Linked DNA regions of Mus musculus: regions 1, 2, 3, 4, 5 and 6 are each linked to region 7. Evidence: chromatin contacts called from public Hi-C, HiChIP or PLAC-seq and promoter capture Hi-C data. All regions are on one chromosome and are shown on one strand. Each heading gives the region's core, a stretch centred on a gene start, on an enhancer-like site or on the middle of the called end of the contact. The rest is flanking DNA. Distances are from core to core; before and after follow the strand shown.

What was found. Promoter capture Hi-C pulls out the DNA fragments that hold promoters and counts their contacts. Hi-C and Micro-C count contacts between places; a contact is called where the count stands out from the background. HiChIP or PLAC-seq counts read pairs in DNA pulled down with a chosen protein or histone mark.
Region 1: a Hi-C map of Sertoli cells shows a contact between it and region 7, with 4 times the contacts expected there. The contact joins the enhancer-like site here to the promoter of Acvr2a in region 7. A contact is called at or near these places in 4 of 39 promoter capture datasets (3T3-L1-derived adipocytes, cranial neural crest, hippocampal neurons and 1 more), 1 of 15 datasets of contacts at CTCF or cohesin (large pre-B cells), 1 of 484 Hi-C or Micro-C datasets (Sertoli cells) and 4 of 115 datasets of contacts at active chromatin or transcription factors (craniofacial prominence, embryonic forebrain, embryonic limb bud and 1 more).
Region 2: a contact with region 7 is called in an H3K4me3 HiChIP or PLAC-seq map of embryonic stem cells, with 8 read pairs. The contact joins the enhancer-like site here to the promoter of Acvr2a in region 7. A contact is called at or near these places in 2 of 39 promoter capture datasets (embryonic stem cells and frontonasal cranial neural crest) and 11 of 115 datasets of contacts at active chromatin or transcription factors (differentiating embryonic stem cells, embryonic forebrain, embryonic limb bud and 6 more).
Region 3: a contact with region 7 is called in a promoter capture Hi-C map of pre-B cells, with 7 times the contacts expected there. The contact joins the enhancer-like site here to the promoter of Acvr2a in region 7. A contact is called at or near these places in 16 of 39 promoter capture datasets (the 3T3-L1 cell line, 3T3-L1-derived adipocytes, the C10 cell line and 11 more), 7 of 484 Hi-C or Micro-C datasets (CD4 T cells, CD8 T cells, the G1E-ER4 cell line and 4 more), 6 of 115 datasets of contacts at active chromatin or transcription factors (astrocytes, embryonic stem cells, large pre-B cells and 2 more) and 1 of 9 other capture datasets (liver).
Region 4: a Hi-C map of epidermal suprabasal cells shows a contact between it and region 7, with 4 times the contacts expected there. The contact joins the enhancer-like site here to the promoter of Acvr2a in region 7. A contact is called at or near these places in 9 of 39 promoter capture datasets (the 3T3-L1 cell line, 3T3-L1-derived adipocytes, the HPC-7 cell line and 6 more), 3 of 484 Hi-C or Micro-C datasets (adipose-derived mesenchymal stem cells, epidermal suprabasal cells and myocytes), 12 of 115 datasets of contacts at active chromatin or transcription factors (SST interneurons, astrocytes, craniofacial prominence and 8 more) and 1 of 9 other capture datasets (adipose tissue).
Region 5: a contact with region 7 is called in a Hi-C map of regulatory T cells, with 4 times the contacts expected there. The contact joins the enhancer-like site here to the promoter of Acvr2a in region 7. A contact is called at or near these places in 6 of 39 promoter capture datasets (3T3-L1-derived adipocytes, cranial neural crest, hippocampal neurons and 3 more), 1 of 15 datasets of contacts at CTCF or cohesin (large pre-B cells), 2 of 484 Hi-C or Micro-C datasets (large pre-B cells and regulatory T cells) and 8 of 115 datasets of contacts at active chromatin or transcription factors (astrocytes, embryonic forebrain, embryonic limb bud and 5 more).
Region 6: a contact with region 7 is called in a FOXA1 HiChIP or PLAC-seq map of pancreatic cancer cells. The contact joins the enhancer-like site here to the promoter of Acvr2a in region 7. A contact is called at or near these places in 2 of 39 promoter capture datasets (cranial neural crest and stem cell-derived epiblast-like cells), 1 of 15 datasets of contacts at CTCF or cohesin (large pre-B cells) and 10 of 115 datasets of contacts at active chromatin or transcription factors (astrocytes, differentiating embryonic stem cells, embryonic forebrain and 6 more).

Annotation. Positions count from the first base shown.
Region 1 is chr2:47,876,891-47,879,614 of GRCm38.p6, reverse strand. No RefSeq gene overlaps it. Among named protein-coding and RNA genes, the nearest start is that of Gm52576, 44 kb to the right of the region's middle. Within about 2 kb of position 1,409, at least 14 of the 459 cell types and tissues checked have an H3K27ac peak or open chromatin away from gene starts, as enhancers often do. A contact at or near this core is called in Sertoli cells, where this site is marked.
Region 2 is chr2:48,044,369-48,047,269 of GRCm38.p6, reverse strand. No RefSeq gene overlaps it. Among named protein-coding and RNA genes, the nearest start is that of Gm52576, 210 kb to the right of the region's middle. Within about 2 kb of position 1,254, at least 2 of the 459 cell types and tissues checked have an H3K27ac peak or open chromatin away from gene starts, as enhancers often do. A contact at or near this core is called in embryonic stem cells, where this site is marked.
Region 3 is chr2:49,731,530-49,734,229 of GRCm38.p6, reverse strand. Kif5c (kinesin family member 5C) reads right to left here. Exons shown (of 26, transcript NM_008449.3): 15 at 1,380-1,526. Among named protein-coding and RNA genes, the nearest start is that of Gm46738, 14 kb to the left of the region's middle. Within about 2 kb of position 1,304, at least 113 of the 459 cell types and tissues checked have an H3K27ac peak or open chromatin away from gene starts, as enhancers often do. A contact at or near this core is called in CD8 T cells, the G1E-ER4 cell line, hematopoietic stem and progenitor cells and 5 more, where this site is marked.
Region 4 is chr2:48,088,141-48,091,056 of GRCm38.p6, reverse strand. The region is part of intron 3 of Gm13481 (predicted gene 13481); the gene reads left to right. Among named protein-coding and RNA genes, the nearest start is that of Gm52576, 260 kb to the right of the region's middle. Within about 2 kb of position 1,551, at least 6 of the 459 cell types and tissues checked have an H3K27ac peak or open chromatin away from gene starts, as enhancers often do. A contact at or near this core is called in epidermal suprabasal cells, where this site is marked.
Region 5 is chr2:48,148,184-48,150,971 of GRCm38.p6, reverse strand. All of the region lies in intron 3 of Gm13481 (predicted gene 13481), which reads left to right. Among named protein-coding and RNA genes, the nearest start is that of Gm25338, 230 kb to the left of the region's middle. Within about 2 kb of position 1,336, at least 3 of the 459 cell types and tissues checked have an H3K27ac peak or open chromatin away from gene starts, as enhancers often do. A contact at or near this core is called in regulatory T cells, where this site is marked.
Region 6 is chr2:47,912,209-47,914,958 of GRCm38.p6, reverse strand. No RefSeq gene overlaps it. Among named protein-coding and RNA genes, the nearest start is that of Gm52576, 79 kb to the right of the region's middle. Within about 2 kb of position 1,443, at least 5 of the 459 cell types and tissues checked have an H3K27ac peak or open chromatin away from gene starts, as enhancers often do. A contact at or near this core is called in pancreatic cancer cells, where this site is marked.
Region 7 is chr2:48,812,539-48,815,391 of GRCm38.p6, reverse strand. Acvr2a (activin receptor IIA) reads right to left here and starts at 1,283. Exons shown (of 11, transcript NM_007396.4): 1 at 566-1,283. The coding sequence starts at 620.

The DNA.
Region 1 (2,724 bases), core at 160-2,659, 940 kb after region 7:
AGGGTTTTTTTTTTGTCTAACCTGAAACAACTATCCCCTTTATTAAAGGGGGGTAGAGGGATTAATGGCTGTCTGTGATAAGCCACCTCTAGCATAATGCCTAGATTTCATATTTAAGCACAATTATATTAGAGAACACAGATTAATTTGTTTTACATATTCAGAGCTAGAATTTTGGGGAAAATGCTATGCAAATTTATGTAAATTGGAATGCATGTTTATGTAAAACAACATGCGATTATGCATCCCTAAATTTACAAGAAAAATTCTGCTAGTCTTCTCTTAAAAAGTAGAGAAAATACAAATATATTCCCAATCCTAGTTTGGACCAGGCTTCCTCTTGCATGGTTTGTCTGGCATGTGGAAAGGCTCTTCCGTGCCATGGCACTGGGTTAGGATTCTGTGTTTCCTTTGCTGAAACATGGTTTTCAGCTTGAGTTCAGAGGATGCTGCCAATTTTATCTCCCTTCTCTACTTTCCTTCATTTTTTTTTTTTTTTTTTTTTGGTGTTTTTGAGACAGGGTTTCTCTGTGTAGTCCTGGCTGTCCTGGAACTCACTTGGTAGACCGGGCTGGCCTCGAACTCAGAAATCCGCCTGCCTCTGCCTCCCGAGTGCTGGGATTAAAGGCGTGCGCCACCACGCCCGGCTCTCTTTCCTTCATTTTTATGTTGAAATATCTTGATTTCCTCTAATTCAGAAAGGTTCTATGGATTGTTGCTTAATTTTTATAAATAAACGTTTTATTTAAGGCCAATGCCACATTTGTCTTTTTAAAATGAACTGTCATAAAGAAGGTGGCACATGCTCAGCTATTTGGCATATATCTTCTAACCCTCCTCCCTAAGTAAAGGAATAGGAGAATCACTTCATCTTCTAGACTGACAGAGCTAATATTTTGCATAAACAAGCAGTCATCTGAGAGTGAGTAGGATATAATTTGTTAATTATTCCAGTTATAATATTTAAACCAGAATTTTTTATCACATCAAGAATGATATTATTTATTTATTTTGGCAGTTGTCAAATTCATCATGGCATCTCTATTGATTAATTTTCACCTCAAAACCTCACATCCTTTACCAATCAGGTGTTCCCTATGTTTCTAAAACACGATTATTGTTTTCACCTATTAAAATAATTTTAATTATTATCAAATTTCTCCAGACTCACACCTTGCACTGTTGTTTAGTTTAGTGAAGGCGTGGTGGCTTTTATTATGTTGTATCCTCTGTTACCCAGGGAGAAAAAGAGAAATATGAATCCATCCTCAAGTGACCTCGGGGATTTTTTTCCTACATAAACCCTATAAGTTGCTTTCTTTTATTGTGTCAGCATGTTGCCAATCTGAGAAAAATCTTGCCTGCCAGGAAAAGCTTAAGGCTGTGAGAAGCAACGGCCTTGAGTGCTGAAATAACTAAGTGGTGAGCTATCCTGTTGGCTGGAGGTGAGTCAGTCTTACCAAGTCTTATCATAATAGAATGAGACATTTCAAAAAAGTCTGGCTGGTCATGTGAGGTTTATAAAATGTATTCTTTGAAGGAGATAATACCTTAGCAATTTGGGGACTTGGATGACAAAAAGATTTATACAAATTCCCATGCCACTTATTAAATGTCTTTATAATTTTATACATGTTGATAAAGTATGAAAGGACACACACACACACACACACACACACACACAAACACACACACACTCACACACACAATTGTTCCTAAAGAACAGAGATAGGTGAGTTGAGACTTTTTTTTTTTGTATCACAAAGTCCATAGGGTAGGACAGTGCTATATAGGCTAAGAAACAGATCTGAGGACTTATTTACTAACTTTTTGAGATTTTCTTTATTTATATTTTATGTGTGAGTGCTCGTCTTAATGTATGTCTGTCTAACATGTGCTTGTGGTATCCATGGAGGACAGAAGAGAGCATAAGATCAGTCAGATCAGGAAACGATGGAGTTACAGGTAAATCTAAACCAACATCCGGGAAATGGACCTGGGTCCGCTTAAAAGCAGGAGTGTTCTGAGCCACTGAGACATCTCTGTATCCATCTCTTACCTCACATTTTCAGGTTTTTTGTTTGGTTGGTGGTTTTTGCTTTTGTTTTGTGTAAATGTTTAAGGATTGTGTGCATGTGTATATGTGTATCCTTTCTCTGATGACATGCTAAAAGTCTGAGGGGAAACATAAAATATTTCCTGCCGAAATGCATCAGCCATCACATACGAAGCATTATTATAAATTAATGTTTCTAAATACAAGCAATCAAATGAATATTTATTATTATTAAATTAAAGTAGATATTAATTTGCAATTCAAATTTTTCTCTTTACTACTTGTAAATAAGCTGGAGTTTTTTGTTTTTTTGTTTTTTTTTTAACCTTCTAAAGTATTTTTTAAATGAGAAAAGTAATTGATCCCAGGATGAGCAAACATTTTTCATGGTATCCTGATGCCTCCTCTCTTTCTGTGATTATGATAAACAATGAATAGATTAATAAATATCTTTTTAAAAAGATGCATGAGACACCTGTAATATCTACATTGACTTAGTCAATTTGTATAAACTAAGTAGGTTTAGAATCACATAGAGACGGTTTAGGATTTTAAGCATGTACTGTCTAGGACTTGAGTTTGACATTGAAAAGTGTGTAATGGTCACAACATAAATTCTAAGAGGAAATCTAGAGATGGGATGGACATGACTTAGTGTTCCAGCTGTG
Region 2 (2,901 bases), core at 5-2,504, 770 kb after region 7:
GGAGCTAAGAAATTAGTGGTGATTAAGAAAGGACCACCATCATTAAGGTGACATCTTCTGGGAAGTGTTTTGTGAGACAACAAAGAAGCTATATTTCACAGATAGTTGTACCTTGTGTTGCAGCTGGTCTTGGTAATGTGTAAGAGTCACCCAGGTGGTACTGCTTTTGAAGGCATGAAAGGGTCATGAAGGACAGCTGAGGTTTGACACTGTGAGAAGCCATGGAAGGCTGCTGGTGAAAGTGCAGCCTCAGTTGTAGTTGTCAGCCAAGGATTATTGGTGAGGCCTACTTTTATTGGAAGACCTTAGTGTATTGGATATGTCAGTACCATGGGATAATCACCAAGAACAGCAGCGACAGTAGAGTGGATCAATATGAACATAGGGTGCTACAGAGGACAGACCTTGAGAAGTGATACCAGCTCATTAGAGTAGCCCAGGAGATAATGTGTGAATCCCAAAAAAGAAGCTGTAACACTGAAGCTGCCTTGGAGACATCAAAAATTTTGAGATACCAGAGGCATGGGCTATCTGCTGAGGAAAGCTGCTAAAAGGGAGTGGAACCAGCCCAGGAGAAAGAAATTTGTTGCAGTCAACAGAGATGCAAAAGGAGTTGGAGATCTGAAGTCCACTTTGACATCATACATGGAGATGCAGAGTTTGGACTTTGTGCAGCTGATTTCCTGTCTTGCTTTGGTGATTACAGTTAAGTGATTGGATGAATCTCACAAGAGACCTTGTCTTTGGAATTTGAACTAAATGTATTTTGCATTATGGGATGTTTAGGTATGGCACCCATAGACTCAAGTGTTTGAACAAGCTTATGGGAACCAGGGAGTAGAATGTGATGGTTTGTATATGCTTGGCCCAGGGAGTGACATTATTAGGAGGTATGACCTTTTTGTAGTAGGCATGTCACTGTGGGCATCAGCTTTATGATCCTCATTCTAGCTGCCCAGAAGTGAGTCTTCCACTAGCAGCCTTCAGATGAAGAAGTAGAACTCTCAGTTCTATCTGCACGATGTTCCTACCTTGATGATAATGGACTGAACCTCTCTGAACCTGTAAGCCATCCCCAATTAAATGTTGTCCTTTGTGCTCTTCCCAGCCTTGAGCCAGTTTTTTCAGCCTTGAGCAGGCTGAATAGACATTGAACATTTGCCACATTTGACCTTAATGACCTAGGTGTGTGCCCTCCCCAAGCCTTGAGTGGGCTGATTTATGCCACAGCTGGCTAGCCCACCTAGGGTGGAGTCTTCCAACTTAGGTAAAGTCTATTGTCCTACCACATCTGCAGCTTCCGCCAAGACGCCACTGACACTACCGGCTGAGAGGCTGAGCTTGTTTTCCTGACAAGATCCTGTCAAAGCAAGGAGATCCTGACAAGTCATGAGATCCTGGCATAGTGGGGGATAGGTTTGCCCCCCTTTTAAGTTCATACTCCAAAAGTAAACATTGGTCCTTGATCAGAAACACTGTCTTTGTCTCATTCTTCTCTTGCTATCTCTCCCATACAGACCCAGCTTTTCTTTCAGGAACCCAGTTCATGTAGCAGCTGGCAGCAACATAGGTGGAATGCAACTTCCTCTAGGAACTTGGAAGAATAGACTGCCTGCTGACCTTGCTTTGCAACATAATCCAGCTGAAACAAAGGATGGGTTTGTGGGCGCTCCCTATATGAATGCAGTGCTGAATATTAAGCTTGAAGCCTTGATCAGAACCGTGTCTTCGCTTTATTCTTCTCTCGCCTCCCATCCCCCACCCCCAGCACCTTTTCATTTCCAGCTACCCTTTCTGGTAAACCCAGTTTGTCCATGGCTTCTGGACTGCTACCAGTCATAAGACTTCCCTTGGTTATGGTGTCTGTTCAGAGGAGTAAAATTCTAACTAAGATAGTACAGAAAAAGAAGCAAACAAAGTGAATAGACAATGTAAGATCCGAAGAGCCTTATGTCAGGGATGTTCCACTTACAGAAACACATAGATGGAGATCGATGCAACAAGTAAGAGGTTTATTGATTCAGCGCACTGGGGCCATCCTGAAATCTGGGCAGGGGTAACCCCAAATCTCCTAAGCACACCCTTTTTATACAGTTCAAGAGTAGACCTTGGCCGGGTGTGGTGGCACATGCCTTTAATCTCAGCACTTGGGAGGCAGAGGCAGGCGGATTTCTGAGTTCGAGGCTAGCCTGGTCTACAAAGTGAGGTCCAGGACAGCCAGGACTACACAGAGAAACCCTGTCTCGAAAAACCAAAAAAAAAAAAAAAAAAAAAAAAAAAAAAAGAGTAGACTTTGGTAATAACATGAGTTAGTTTAAGCCCATTGGTGGCCCACAGTGACCTTTTCATTCCCCCCTTTAGAAATGGGGATTAGCCTCTCTCTTCTGGAGAGGCAAGTGTTTCATGACCTTCCCAAAGTTCCTAAGCAGCACTGAAGGCCCCAGGTGAGGTGAGGTCTTAGTCACAGGAAAAGGGAACAGAAACATTTTTGGTCGTTATCTGCATTTGCCTTGCTTTCTTGTAAAGCTTGTTTTTCTGGGCCATTCTAGGAAGGGAGTGTTTGCCACAGCCTTCTAGCAGAAGATCCCAAGCATGCAATTCTAGCAAGGTCTTTCAGCGGTCATCTTATGATTGCTAAGGTTACACATTAACCTAGAAGATCACTATATTTTCAAAATATTCATCTGAGATGAAGGTAACGTCCAGAACATAAAACTAAAAGAACTTAGTAACAATAAACTAAGTAATATAATATAATATCATATCAATCATATCATATCATATCATATGATATAAAATGGGCCACATAATTAATTAGGCATTTCTTGAAAAAAAGTAATAAATGATCATCAGGTATTGCACTAAAGTCGAACATCACTTTAGTCCAACATCATCCAGGGA
Region 3 (2,700 bases), core at 55-2,554, 920 kb before region 7:
ACGTGAGTTGGGTTGGTGACTGAGATTTGCCTCCCGATACTGCTCCCCGTTCTATCCCTCCCATAATGCAACAGCACAGATACACTGGCAGCCTTTGCCATTGGTCCAGCATGGAAGGAGGCTCTCTGAGACTACCGTGATCTGTAAGTGAGAGTCATCAATGAAATTAGCTAAGGGCATCTAGTGTCTGGAACCTAAAAATAATCCCAAAGCATGCAATTAGGTATTTAAAAATCCTCTCATCATACTTAGGATTTCCGGCAGGAAGGACCTTTAATGGCAAAGCACAGACACGCTTTGAGTTCACTAATGTGTTCCTCAGCTCAGTGTAAGATCTTAGCATAAAAATATCTTTTCTTATTGTTATCAGCAGGAGGTGCCAACGTCCCACAAATCCACTCCATGAGGTCCTGCGAGCCTTTAATCAGCCCCATGTCAGAACTACACTGCTCAACAGCAACATGTGGCTCTAAACATTAACCGTCAAGCACAGACCAGCCTAGCCGTGACTTAAAAGCTTAACCTGGCAGGGCCTGAAACCGCTGCCTTGCAGCTGCCCTAAGGCTACATAAGATTGGGAATTTCTGGTATATAGTCCCCTCTCCTGGATAAAAGTGGTTAGTGATACAGCACACTGGATGTAAATGAATAAAGACTTGACAGTTGGTGCTACAGCAGTGATCTTGCTACGAGGCAAAAGCGTAAAGATATGAAAATGAAAGTAGCTAAGGATGGGCAGAGAGGAAACACAACAGTCGGGTCCTGTGGATTGTGGAGCCACTGCAATGAAACCAAATTGGGTTCTCTAACTTTAATAAGCCACGAGTCATCTTGTTAAAACACAGAGTCCGCTTCAGTATGTCTGAGGTCAGCCTGGGGTCTAAATTGCTAATTAGCCCCAGGTGATGCAGATGACCCTGAGTAACAAGGCCTAGCCTCCTCCTGTTACACATAATTAAGTGTGGTTTACTCTTTCAGCCCCTGCTAGCTGCCTATGACTTTCAGCTGGAAGCTTTCTCAATTCGTACTGCTTGGCTGGAGAATTCTCACTGCATTGGGCTGGGGGGGTGGGGAAGGGTGGGGACTGAGACCTGGCCTGCAGCTTCTCCCAGCTGAGCCCCAGTGTGAGAGCATTGCAGGTAAGGCTAAAGAAAAAAAAAAACAAGCCACACAAAACCAACCAAGACTGGAAGATGCCCCCCAGATCTGAAAGGCAAACTGTTCCTCTCCATCCCCTCCCCCAGCCCCTGCTTCATGCGCCAGCTCTCCTTTTTCAGCATGCGCCAGGTGCAGAGTACAGCCCTGAGCCTCAGGTGCTGCAGAGCTTGACTCGGATCACACCAGTCAGGGTAGGAACAGAGAACACAAGTCTGGCTTACAGTCTTCACATCGTTGGTGCCAATAATTCCGCCTATCTCCCCCAGGTCCTTGAGAAGCAGGTTCAGGATCTCTGTGGCCCTCTTTTTCTGGTGGTTACTAAGCTCTTGCAGCTGACTCAGCTCTCGCTGGGTGGTTGTCAGTGTCGTCTGGAAAACAAAGTCAGCCACAGGTTACCAAGGTGGCCCATGAATTTCCACCTGTGACCTCCAGAGCTCAACAGCCCATGCCAGACCCAGCTCTTTAATCACTCCTCTGATCTCAGTGGAAAAGCACTCTGAAGGCTGACTGCTGCGTAGCACTTGGTTCTGATACAGAAACTTAATTCAGAGATGTTACCTTGTAAAACCAGCTATGTATTATTACTAGATATGTATTATTATTATTATTATTGGTTATATCGACGCTAGCAAAGTGAGTTACTGTAAATGAATTCAGGGCCCAGAGCAGGGCTCACTGGGTCAAGGTAAGAACTGACTCCAGCAAACTGTCCTCTGACCTCCACCCAGGTACCATGGTACGTGAACATAAAAATAAGTAAATTGTAGTAAGGCCTTTTAAATAAATAAGAGGTTGGAGAGAGAGCTCCGTCTGTAAGGTGCTTGGGGCACAAGCATAAGGACCTAGGTTTGAATCCTGGAAGCTCTATCTGGGTCTGGTGGTGCGCCATTGTTATCCCAGGACTGGAAGGATTCCTCTGGCCATTGGACAACAATCTACCATACTCAGTGAGTTCCAAAACAATGAGACTGTCTCAAAATAAAAAGACAGAGCACACTTTAAAGAAGGATGCTGAGGGCTGACTTGGTCTCTACCTGTACACACTGGCGCAAAAAGAGGCCCTACGTTTATAGGATTTAACTACATTTTCTAACTTACCAAAGGTTGTTTCTTCCCCCTTGTTCTATTTCAGGTTCCCCAGCTCCATGCTCAAACAAAAATCTCCTCCCTGGGTCCCATCCAAATACCCTGAGTAATGGGGTCTGGAATCAATAGCCCAGACAAACACTAATGAGGATAGGTAACAACTTAGAACATCTTCTAGTCCTCAGGGAAGCCAAATTAAATACTATAATTCTTCAGAATTACTCAGGTTCCATAGCAGAGCTTCTTCATAGCAGCAAAAGCTCGATTTTCTCACCAAACTTCATCAAATTAACCTCTTTTCTATCCCCCCACCCCGATTGTTAGCAGGAGAAGCAATGCCTTCTTCAGGCGCAGCACTGGAATCGTAGCTCTTCTAGCATCTTGGTACCAACAGCCTGTGCTGCAGAAGGAAGTCCTCTCCTCCCCGGGCCTTGCAAGTTAATTCAAAGGCATTTT
Region 4 (2,916 bases), core at 302-2,801, 720 kb after region 7:
TCATTCACCACCTCTGGCTCTTATAACCTTTCTGTCCCCTTGTCCACAGAGTTGCTTGAGTTTTGCAGGAAAGGGTTTAATGAAGGCAGGCACTGTGTTGGAGACTGACTGCTCCAAAGGGCGTATTGTCTCTGCATGCTGTGCAGCTGTGGATGCCTGTGTTAATTCCTTTCTCCTGCACGAAGAAGCTTCTCTGATGAAGGCTGAGTCACGGATCTATGTGTATAGCAGTAGGGCATTATGAATCAATTTATTACAGTGTTCCTTCAGCAGAATAGTAGTATTTGATTTTCCCTTAGGCATGACCTAATCTCCGTTTTTTGACCACTTTAGCAGTGTCAGGGATTGCTTCCATGTCATAGAATGGACCTTGAATTTAACAAAAAATGTTGATTCCTCTGATGACATTTGTGCCATGATCAGAATATCTTGCGAAAAGGTCCCTGTTGTAGGCTTGTAACTAGGTCATATTCACGATTACTTTTTCCCTTCAGAACAGAGTACTTTTAAGGACCAATCACACTAATCAGCAGTGATGATACTTCCAGTTCTTTTTCTGAGACTTCAACTTCTTTTTATAAAATGATATAAGTAACTGTTGTCTTCAACGTTAGGGCCTGGCCACGAGGTTGAAACAAAGAGAAACTAAGAACCTTTACAAATAGCCTGTGATGCTTGGAAGTTTCTAGGGGATCCTTTGCTTAAAGACTCAAGATTTAACTTATTACTGACACCAGAGGTGTTTTTTGGTGACAAAGATATCTAGTTGACATTGTCTTCCCCATTTTATCTTGACTCTATTTAGAGTATTTTCATTCTTACATGTATTTATTACACACACACACACAAACACACACACACACACATATGTATATATATATAACATCATAATTTTTGTTTTTATTTTTAGTAGTTGTTTTGTTTTCATAATTTTTGTTATTAATTTGTTTGTTTTTATTTAAATTTTTGGTTTTTTTTAAAGATAAAGTGAGAGAAAGAACATAAAATTTGGTGGTTGGAGAGGTAGGGAGGCCCTAGGAGGACTTAGGAGAAGAGAAAGTAGTTAAACTCTACTGTAGGAAAATTTTTAATTAATAAAAATATAAATAACTTCTGTATTTGGAAAAGCAACCACTTTATCAGTTTCTCTTAGGCTTACTGGATAAGATTTCATCATATCCCCTTGAACTAGAGTTACCCATTTTAGTGAGCTACAATGTAGGTGCTAGGAACCAAATCTGGGTCATTTGTAGGAATAGCAAATGTTCTTCTCTGCTGAAGAGCCCTGCACTCTTATTTTTTTAAACAAGAAAATCTTGTCTGTTAAAGCAAGCAAATGATTATAATAACTCAGTAAACAGTGTTTAATTTTCTATTAAGGAAGTGATCATAATTAAAATGATTATACTTTCAATAGAATCCTTGCATAAGTTGTTGAACAAGTTTCCTGTTTTGCTCCTAGGTGTGTTTCACTGATGTCTCCTATTGCATAAACGAGTAGGACTGTGTACATTACACAATGTAAACTCTTATGAATGTGTTTGGAGCAAGGCTTGTTGAGGACAAAAATCAGAGAACAGGCTTATCTTGATAGATTGCAGTACTGAGCTAGCTACACCTCTTGCTTGGTATCTATTTCTCACACACCTCTTTCTCAGTAGTCATTCTAGAAGAGCTGAGAGACCATAGCTATGAGTCAGGATGCATATGGAGAATTTCCAATTTCATGCTGCCCAGAGATTCCACTCTCCCTCCCCTAGCCCTCAGAGTTTTTATTTCATTAGCATCTTGAGACTATAAGATTATGTGTGCCAAAGTCTGAAAACTTTTGTGCTACTGATGAGGAAAAAATATATTGGCAAAGACCCTGCACATATGATGAAAGATCCTGCATATATGATGATGGGTCAGAAAGAAACTGGGGTAGGATCAGTGAGGAAAAGGGAAAGCAGGAGTTGAAAGGACAAGCAGTCTACACACTTTTTCAACTTCTTTCCCTGATGACCCACTTTCAAGCAAAGTCGGCAATTGTTTCAGCAGCATAAAAGTAGAAGTCTGCTTGAAAGTTGTTTAGACACTGGCTTGGTACTGTGACTTTTTTTTTTTTTCAAGACAGGGTTTCTCTGTATATTCCTGGCTGTCCTGGAACTCACTTTGCAGACCAGGCTGGCCTCCAACTCAGAAATCTGCCTGCCTCTGCCTCCCGAGTGCTGGGATTAAAGGTGTGTGCCACCATGCCCAGCACTAGTACTGTGACTTTTCTATATGTGTATGTTTAGGTTATAATTTTTGCTTTATCCAATTCTTGAGTCTACTATTTGATGAAAATATAATGACATGGTACAAAATTCTCTATGAATTTTTGTTATTGATCAATTTACATTAAGATACTGATATCAATGTATTATTCTTTATATAGAAAATTTCATATACATATATGGTATGAATATATAAATAACACAATATTTTGACTTTTATTTTACTTATACAAATTGATGATAAATTCATGTATACTAAATTATCTAACATTAATACTATATGAAAAAAGTACATATGATGAAAGACCCTGCATATATGATGCTGGATCAGAAAGAAACTGGGGTAGGATCAATGAGGAAAAGGGAAAGCAGGAGTTGAAAATTATATAGATAGCATTTATGTATTAAAGAGATAACTATCAATTTTTAAATTATTATTGTGTTTACTAGAATAATAGGATAGTGTTGATGTGGAAATCATATATCCAATCATATAATATTATATTTAATTTCAGAGCAATGAAGCAAGAACAATCACTATGGAGTTTTTATGAGCTAGTTCAGGACTGTGATCAAATATTTACTCAAATGTCTGTATTTTTCATGTTTTAATATATTATCTAGACCTTCTAGGAAACTAATGAAAGAAGTTAGAATC
Region 5 (2,788 bases), core at 87-2,586, 660 kb after region 7:
TTGGTGGGAGAGGACACTAACACAGCCATGCAGGTAGTCCTAGGTTTGACAAGAAAGGAAATGGAGCAAGGCATGGAGAATAAAAGGCAGTAAGTAATGGTCCTCAGTGGTCTCTGTTTCAACTTTGCCTTCAAGTTCTTGCTCCCATTTAAATGATTTATTTCATTTTGACTTAGATTTGGTAGGTGATATTTATCTAAAAATTCATCTTTTCTGTTTTTTTTTCACTTGTTTTTATAGTTTACTTGACTATAGATTTTTAAAGTATGTTTTTACAGTTGTGTCAATTTCCTCACTATGTGTTGCAATGTTTCCAATTTCACCTTAAATTTTGTTAGTTTGGATCCTCTCCTTCTTGTAGTTAATTGGCTACCAATTTGTCTGAATCTTGGACCTTTTTTAGATTAGGGGGGTTTTCTTTTATGATTTTGTTGGAAATATCTCTGCCTTTGACATACGTCTATTCTCTTTTTTTTATAACCTGTTATTCATAGGTTTGTTTCTATTATAGTTTTCAGAGTTTCTACAATTTCTGTCCTTAGTTTTCCTCCTTTTCACTAAAAATAGACTCTGTTTTAACATAGTCTATCCTGATTATTGTTTTCCATTCCTATATTCTCCTCACTTTCTCTCTATCTTTCTTCCCATCCTGATCTACTCCTTTTCTGACTTGCATTGTAAAATAAAACAAAACAATAACAGCAGCAGCAACAACAACAACAGGAGAGGTTTCTAAGGTATAAGACTGAGGGTGAACCATCTCAGAGGTGAAGGGGTGGGGGAATGGGGAGCTAGTCTCTGTGAAGTGGGGGCACCAGTGAAGTGGAAACTTCTGTTTTCTTTGGAAAGTCAGTTATGTCACATGATGTTTTTGCTGAAGCAGACACAGGTGAAAGGATGTTTGGCTAAAGCAAGCTTGTGAAAGAACATCTGATGAAGGATTCATGATGAAGTATTCTTCATCAACAACATGCAAATATTCATTGTTGAGCTTCGTTTGTAGTGATTCCCAAGAGAGGAATGCACCCAAAACCATCAAGCGGTGTTCTGGCTGCTTCTTGCTGCTTTGGTAGACTTGGGATAATTGGCAGAGTGATGTCAGATGATACAGACTCACATGGAGTTTTGCTAAGACAGACTTAAGTGCTGAGGCACAGCACGTGAAGGACATGATGTTTGGAGGTAGTATAAATATGACTTAATGGACTGTGAGAAAGGCTTGCTTGCATAGCTAGCTTTGCAACACTTCTTTGTCTTTGTCTTTAAGTCTTTGCTTTCACTTTGTTGAGAGAGGCACAGCAGAGAACTTCTGGTCTTGGTTGCCCCTGCTGACTAGTGCAAATTCGGTGGAGAACTTGCTGTTTCTGATAGGTCATGCCCCAAATGTTGTTTCATGTTTCCTATCCTGACATTGCTGAAATGGATTGCTGGTATATTTTTGAAGTATTTGCAAATGGATCAAGCTGCTGCTGCTGATTTCTGTGAACTCAACTCCTGATTTCCTGACAATGCAGGTGGGATTTGCTCCAAACAACAATATCTATGCAGGTCCACTTCTACCATAACCTAATACCCTTCCTTTTACACTACCTCTGGTGGATGGTGGACTAGAAGAGAGGTTAAAGCATTTAAGAACCCTTAGTAAAATAGGATTTGAAAAATCAAACCCTACACACTGGGAAGGAAGGCAAGGTTTGAGATGTAAATGAATGAATGAATGAATGATTCAATGAATGAATGAATAAGTACAAACACTACATTGGAAGACACAACATATACACAAAGGATGAAGTTCAAATCTGTGCAGGCCCTGTACATGTTGCCTCAGTTTTCATGTAGTTCATATGAGCAATGATGGTGATGAAAAAGAAGTTTTTTGATGATGGCTGAGTAAGGCCCATCTATGATCATGGGAGAATATCATTAGGAATCATTTTATTGCTATTTTCCTAGACCAGAAATATTTGGTTTTCCCATATATCCCTGGGATATCTAGTCTTAGGTTCTTTATCACTCAGCCAGTATTCATTTGGGTTCCATCTTGTGGAGTAGACCTTAAGTCATATCAAATATTGGTTGGTTACTCCCATAAGATTTGTGCCACTATTCCCCTAGCATATCTTACAGTCAGAGCACCACTATAGATCAGACGGTTTGTGGCTTGGTTGCTCTTAATGTTTCTCCATTTGTAGTATGCAGAACATCTTCTCTTATTTTACTAAAATTGCTAGAATGTAGGGGTGAAGTTTCTCTGTGGGCACCAGCACACCTTCTCCATGTTCAGTGAATGGTGCAGGTGTTGTCTACAGCAATGGAGCCTTGCTGTCAGTGTGTAGCAAGCAACCTATTGTCTTGACAACAAGCAGAGTTGTTTAGGGGGTTTATATGGGACTACTTTGCCTAGCATTGTAATCAGATGTAACACAATTTCAGCACTGGATGCTTCATTTGGTAACAAGATGGCTGACTGGGATCCTATTATTTGGTGGTTTCATTTATGTATATATTTTAGGAAGCTTCTACTGTATTAAGTTTGCATACTATATTTTAACTAGCTTTGATTTGTATCTCTCTCTCCAAACTTCATCTCTCATCCCCCATTCCCATCTCTCTCTCCATGTGATCCTCCAGTTCCAGGCCTCCTAATCTATTGGTATCAATTTTTCCTTTTCTTATTGAGATCTATTTGACATCCCTTCCCCCTCCTAGTTTCTTGCTCTATACCAAACTTCTGTAGTTTCATGATTTACAGTTTGGTTATCATTGACTTAACAGCTAATATTCTTAT
Region 6 (2,750 bases), core at 194-2,693, 900 kb after region 7:
ATTACATATTTACTAGAATTCTGATGGTGTACTGTCAGTCTTCCTCTTCTGACCACTGGTTGCCTCATGTACCATCTCTCCTTGTGACAGATGCCTCAGGCAGATACAACTTTGAATTTCAGTCCCCGTCTCTTTCTTCCTGTTGGCTTTAACTTCATCCTTCTTGTTCTGTTTTTGCTTTCATATTTTAATAGGGTCCAAAATAAGACATGGCAAATCTGGCGGATGTTATCCTTAATGAAGAGTTGTATTGTTTTGACACTTATGAAGCTCAAATACTTGTATTCTGAATCAGTATAATGTCATTTGGACTAATCTATATGAAACTATAGAGCTTGAAGCTTGTGGCCTTGTTTTTCCTAACTAAGAAGTTTTCTAAATTATAAAGAAAGTGGATACTTTGGAGTAGTAACCTGCAGTGCAAATAAGTGTGTTCATGTCTCATATGTTGAATGTTTACTTTTGCAACCTCAAGATTGCTAGGGAGAGGCACACTCTCAGCTCACCCAGCAACTCACTATGATTCAGATGTTTCCTAACAACCACCTGGGGGAGGAGAGCAATCTTCTCATTTAATCTTAATCACGGGCAATCAGGGACATTTCACAACTGGGAAATATCACACAAATTATTAGATGTGCAATCATAAAATATAATAAAGGATAGAAAGCAATATAGCCTTGCATATGTCAGGGATTTAATGGAATTATGTTAAGTGTTTAAATATTGTTATATGCTATTCTCTCAGCATGTCAGACTTAAGCCCATGTATCTTTTCTACGCAAAGACCGTAATCTCGAATCAAAGGTTTTGGATTTTACTCTCACAAAGCAAATGGATACTAATGCAGGCTGCATTCAACTGTGTAGCTCCTTGATAGGTGGTGTCCAGGCTGAACTTTCAGGTTTGTCTTTTCTCTTTACAAACCTATCTGGTAACTTAGACCATGAAGTTGTGAGTGTTGATTCGCTTAGCTTTTAGAAATGGATTGATCAGTATGCACTTTACACATATATGAAAAGAATAAATTTAAAGGAATAAATATAACCAATGAAAACTGTGTGGATACAGAGTTGTGTATTGAGAACTCATTGCAGGAGAACTGAGGTTTAGAGTTCTCTTTCCTTTCCTATCAACCTAAATATTATATATAAAGGTGAGTTTTTGTTATTACATGTGAGATCAATAGAAGATATGAAGGAAAAAATAAGAAATGTGGAATCAATCTCGGAGTATGTGACTGATTATGTGGAAAAACGCTTCTAAAACTCCAAGTAATGCTGTAGTCTGAATATTTGTACACCCATTCAACAAAATGAAGCTGACTCATCAATGTGATAATACCAAAGCATGGATTTTGGAAGGTGATTAGCTCCATACTGAATTGGCTTAACCACTCCTATGGAAGAATGCCAGCAACCTGCCTTGATCATCCATATGATTATTCCACTTGAAGGTTCTGTCTCTGAAACTGGAAGTTAATGATTACTATTGGCACCCTGAGTTTGCCCTTCTCAGCTTCCAATTCCAGAACAGTGAAAAATAAATTTCTTTTTTGATAAGCTATCTCATTTATTGATTTTTATTGTAGTGGTTTGAATACACTCACGTACTTAAAAATTTGATAGTTTTCCACATTTTGAGCCAGTGGTAGCTATGATGATTGTGGTAATTATGTAGATTTCTGTTCTATGTATTCAGGGATCCATAGCAACTTTCAGCTTGGATTTGTTTACCACCCATCTTTTGGTGTCCAAATGTCAGGAGAAGGAAAAAGAGTTAGATATTTGCTTATAAGATCTTGGGTAACTTACCTTTGATAATCTTCTAGTGGGCAAATTTCAGTATTATTTTCCTACCTAACTGTAGATGAGGCTAAGAAGTACAGAATGGTTGATGCTCTATTTAAAAACAACAACAAACAAAGAAAAACTAGAGCAGGGATCTGGTATATCTATTATGTTAAACACTGTCTTATTTAAGGTTTTATTGGTTTAAAGAGAGAGACAATGACTTCAGAAACTTTTATAAAGAAAAATATTTAATTTGGGCTGGCTTACACTTCAAAGGTTTAGTCCATTATCATTATTGCAAGAAACATGGGAACATGCAGGCAGACCAGGTATTTGAGAAGGAGCTGAGAGTTCCACATCTAGATCAGTGGGCAACAGGAAGAAAACTGAGACACAGTGGGCAGGCTTGAGCTTTTAAAACCTTTAAGCTTACTTCCACTGTGACATATTTTCTTCCACAAGGCTACTCTTACCCTAGCAAGATCATACATCCTATAGTGTCATTCATTGCCTATGGGCCAAGAATTCACAAACATAAGTGTAGGGGAATTTCCCCCTAATTAATTGATTAGATAAGAAAGACAACAAGAAGGAAGGCTCTGGGCAAAAAGTAAGAGGCAGGCCTTCTGGGTCCTAGAGAGGAAGAGGGGATGTAGGTGAAGGCAAGAGGAGGCATGATGTAGACAGGGAAGTGTTGAACCTAGTGGCAGCTTCCACGACTGAAAGATTTCCAACATAGAATAGTTGATAAGTTTAGGAAGATAGATTCTGCACCCAGCAGTTGTGTCATCTGTTGATTTTAAAGTAAGTTTTTCCATTGGTGACGACACAGGTAGGCCAGAGGGAAAGAACTTAGACAGGGTAGAATTTGCCCAGGCTTTGGAACAGGAAGATTGGTCAAAGGACTGAGCTCCATAGGAGAGCTAGTCACAGCAGAACACTGGTTAGTGAAAGTGC
Region 7 (2,853 bases), core at 34-2,533:
GCATACCTCTTCTGCACTGGGTTAGGGTTAATACTCCGGCAACTAAAACTATTTTTAACACTACTGGACAATGTAGTTGGAGAAGACGTGAGAGGAGACCTAGATTAAATCGCTGATAGGATGCATTGTTTCTCACAGTCAAAATTAAACACCAGCTCACTTGATCTATGTCTCGATATTCACCGGTGAAGCACTAATTAGATGACGACCAAAACCGGTCCTTGTTTTGGAACAGCTTAGGCTAAATGACATTTTGGAATACCTCCTTCTGGGTCTCAAACCTTTACATAAATTTTCACTTGTGGTATTTGCGGCTTGAACAGCAACCCAACCAGCGCTGTCATCGAGTGTTATGGCCACAAACCATGACTTTCTCACTTGCACAACAACACAGCACTCAACCTATCAGTTCGCCACACCAACCCAAAACAAGTGGAATTCATGGAGATTTCGAGATGATCGGGGCTGCGGGTTTAGGCGCGGGAAAAGCCTCGGCCCGAGAACTGCCCAGCAGACGGCACCCGGCACCCGGCCACAGCCCCGCCGCGCCGGCTCCTCCACCTACCTGAAGAGCAAGAGATAAGAAAGACGGCGAACGCCAACTTTGCAGCAGCTCCCATTTTCCCGAGGCGCCGGAGAAGCCGTAGGAAGTTCTCGCTAGATATCCAGTTCCCTGGGTCTTCCTCGGAGACAAACCTCCTGGTGTAAAATCAACCGTCATAAAACATATTCGGAAGCCCCGAGGCGGGGGGGAGGGGGAAGCAAAAAACGTTCACAGGGTTGAAAAAAAAAGGATTTAAAAAAAAGGCACAACAATTTAAAAAAATGTACCACGGGGGAAAAACCGCCACATACACGCACAACACACCAAACCAAACAACGAAAAGCCAACAACAACAAAAGCGGGTTGGAATCACTGTCAAAATCACTGTCAGCTCCGCTCGCCTCTCGCGTCTCAGCGAACAAAACGCCTGGCTGAGGCGACGAGGCGGCGGCGGCGGCGCCCGCAGCCGCCCGGACGGTCCGGGAGCCGAGCTGCTCCGACGTCCGGACCGACCTTCAACCCGGACACCCAAAGTCCGCGGACCACAGTAGCCGAGCTCGCGGCGGTGGCGGTGCGAGGCGGCCGCGGGAGACGGCGACGGGAGAGACGGTGGCGCAGGCGGCGGCCAAGTTCTGGTCCAGGCTGTGGCTCCGGCTCCCGGCTCCCGGCTCGGCCGCGTTTTCGGTCTCCTGGCCTCCGCCGGCCCCGCCCCCTACACTTCCGGTTCCGTCCTGAAGCTGGAAGCCAGGCGCGGCGGAGAAACGCTCCGCGGCGGCGGTGGCGGCGGCGGCGGGAGCGGCGGCCGGGCGCAGCGCGCGTGCCGGGCGGCGAGCGCGAGGAGATTGTCCGGGAGGCGGGGCGAGCCGGAGGGGCGGGGCCGGATCCGGAGCGCGCTCGCGAGGCTGCGGGAACCGAGACCGAGCAGACGGGACGGCGGGCCCTGCGGGTGCCCGCCGCGGCCCCGAGACGCCCGGTGTGCCCAGTGCGGTGCCCGCCCGGGCGCGAGAGCCGCGGCGCCCGAGCGGGATGGGCGATGCTAAGGCCGACTGCGGCGCCCAGCCTTTCCTCTGGGGGACGCCGAGGCCGCGCCGACTTGCTCCGAGTGGGCGGGAGCCGCACCCGCTGCTGCCCGAGCGAGCTCGGTGCTCGCGAGCCGGCCGCGCCCCCGCCGCCGAGGCCTCCCCACGTTTGTCTTTGGGCTAAAAAATAAAGGCAGGAAGGGCTGTCCGCCAGGTCAGGACACCCTCGCCAGATAGCTCGATGTGAGGTTCGGATCCTATCCACCACACCTTGTATACACAAAGCATTGTGTTGCAAACAGGTTTGCTCCTAGTTGGCGTGAAAGTCTGTATTAGGCTTGAAGTGAAAATCGCAGATTTCAGTGTATTGGACCGTCAGAGACGGTGGTGTTATCAATTCTTAGCCTCTTGTAAGACCTGTTTTTACCCCGTAAGCCATGTTGAACTGTTGATCGGGTGTTCAGTTAAGCACCGAAACATACAGAATGTAAAAATGTGAGCCCTACCTCCAGAAGCTCGGCTATTTGGGATATTCGAAGTTGGCTATAGCGTGCAAAGGATGATTGCTAGAGTCAGTTCGTCTGCCATTTAGCACAATTTGGTATAATAAAGGGGGAGATCTTGTTTTCCACTTTATTCCAGCATTCTGAAGGTTTTGACAGGAATGCTTCCTCAGTAGATAGGTAAATACCTAGAAGTTTGCCCTTTTTTCTTAATACAGTAGTAACCTCTGTGTTTGGAGACATTTTCAAGAAAAAAAGGAAGCAACTGTGGGATGGGTAATTAATGTTTTAGTGTACACTGATCCCCACATTTTTCCACAAACTCACTTGTATTTGTTTTCTTTTTCTCTTCCTATAAACTGCTCTATATTTCTGTCTATTAAGTACATCCTATAATTATCTGCCTATTTCTACTACTTGTCAGGGTTAATAATCATTGTGGCTCTTTAAACTCTCTCCAAGATTTCCAGTTCTCAAGCCCTGCTCAGAATTGATGGTATTATGCAACAAAATCCCAAACTGGTCTTCAGGATGCCTCAGTAAATCGAATGTAGTTCTGCAAACAGTTTAGGCTGGACAGAAACGAAGAGTTGCCACTAACAGTCTTAAAATGGAAGAGTGTGTTTACTTTAGAACCATCTACCCTCCTTTCTCCCAGGGATGGATCAGGCCCTACTGTTGTCTTGTCACTACATCGTCTCGATGTTTCTTCATCGCTAAAAACAGAGCAAGTGAAGCAACAAGAGTTGCATATTAGTTTCCTCTCACCTCCTAGTCTGACATATGA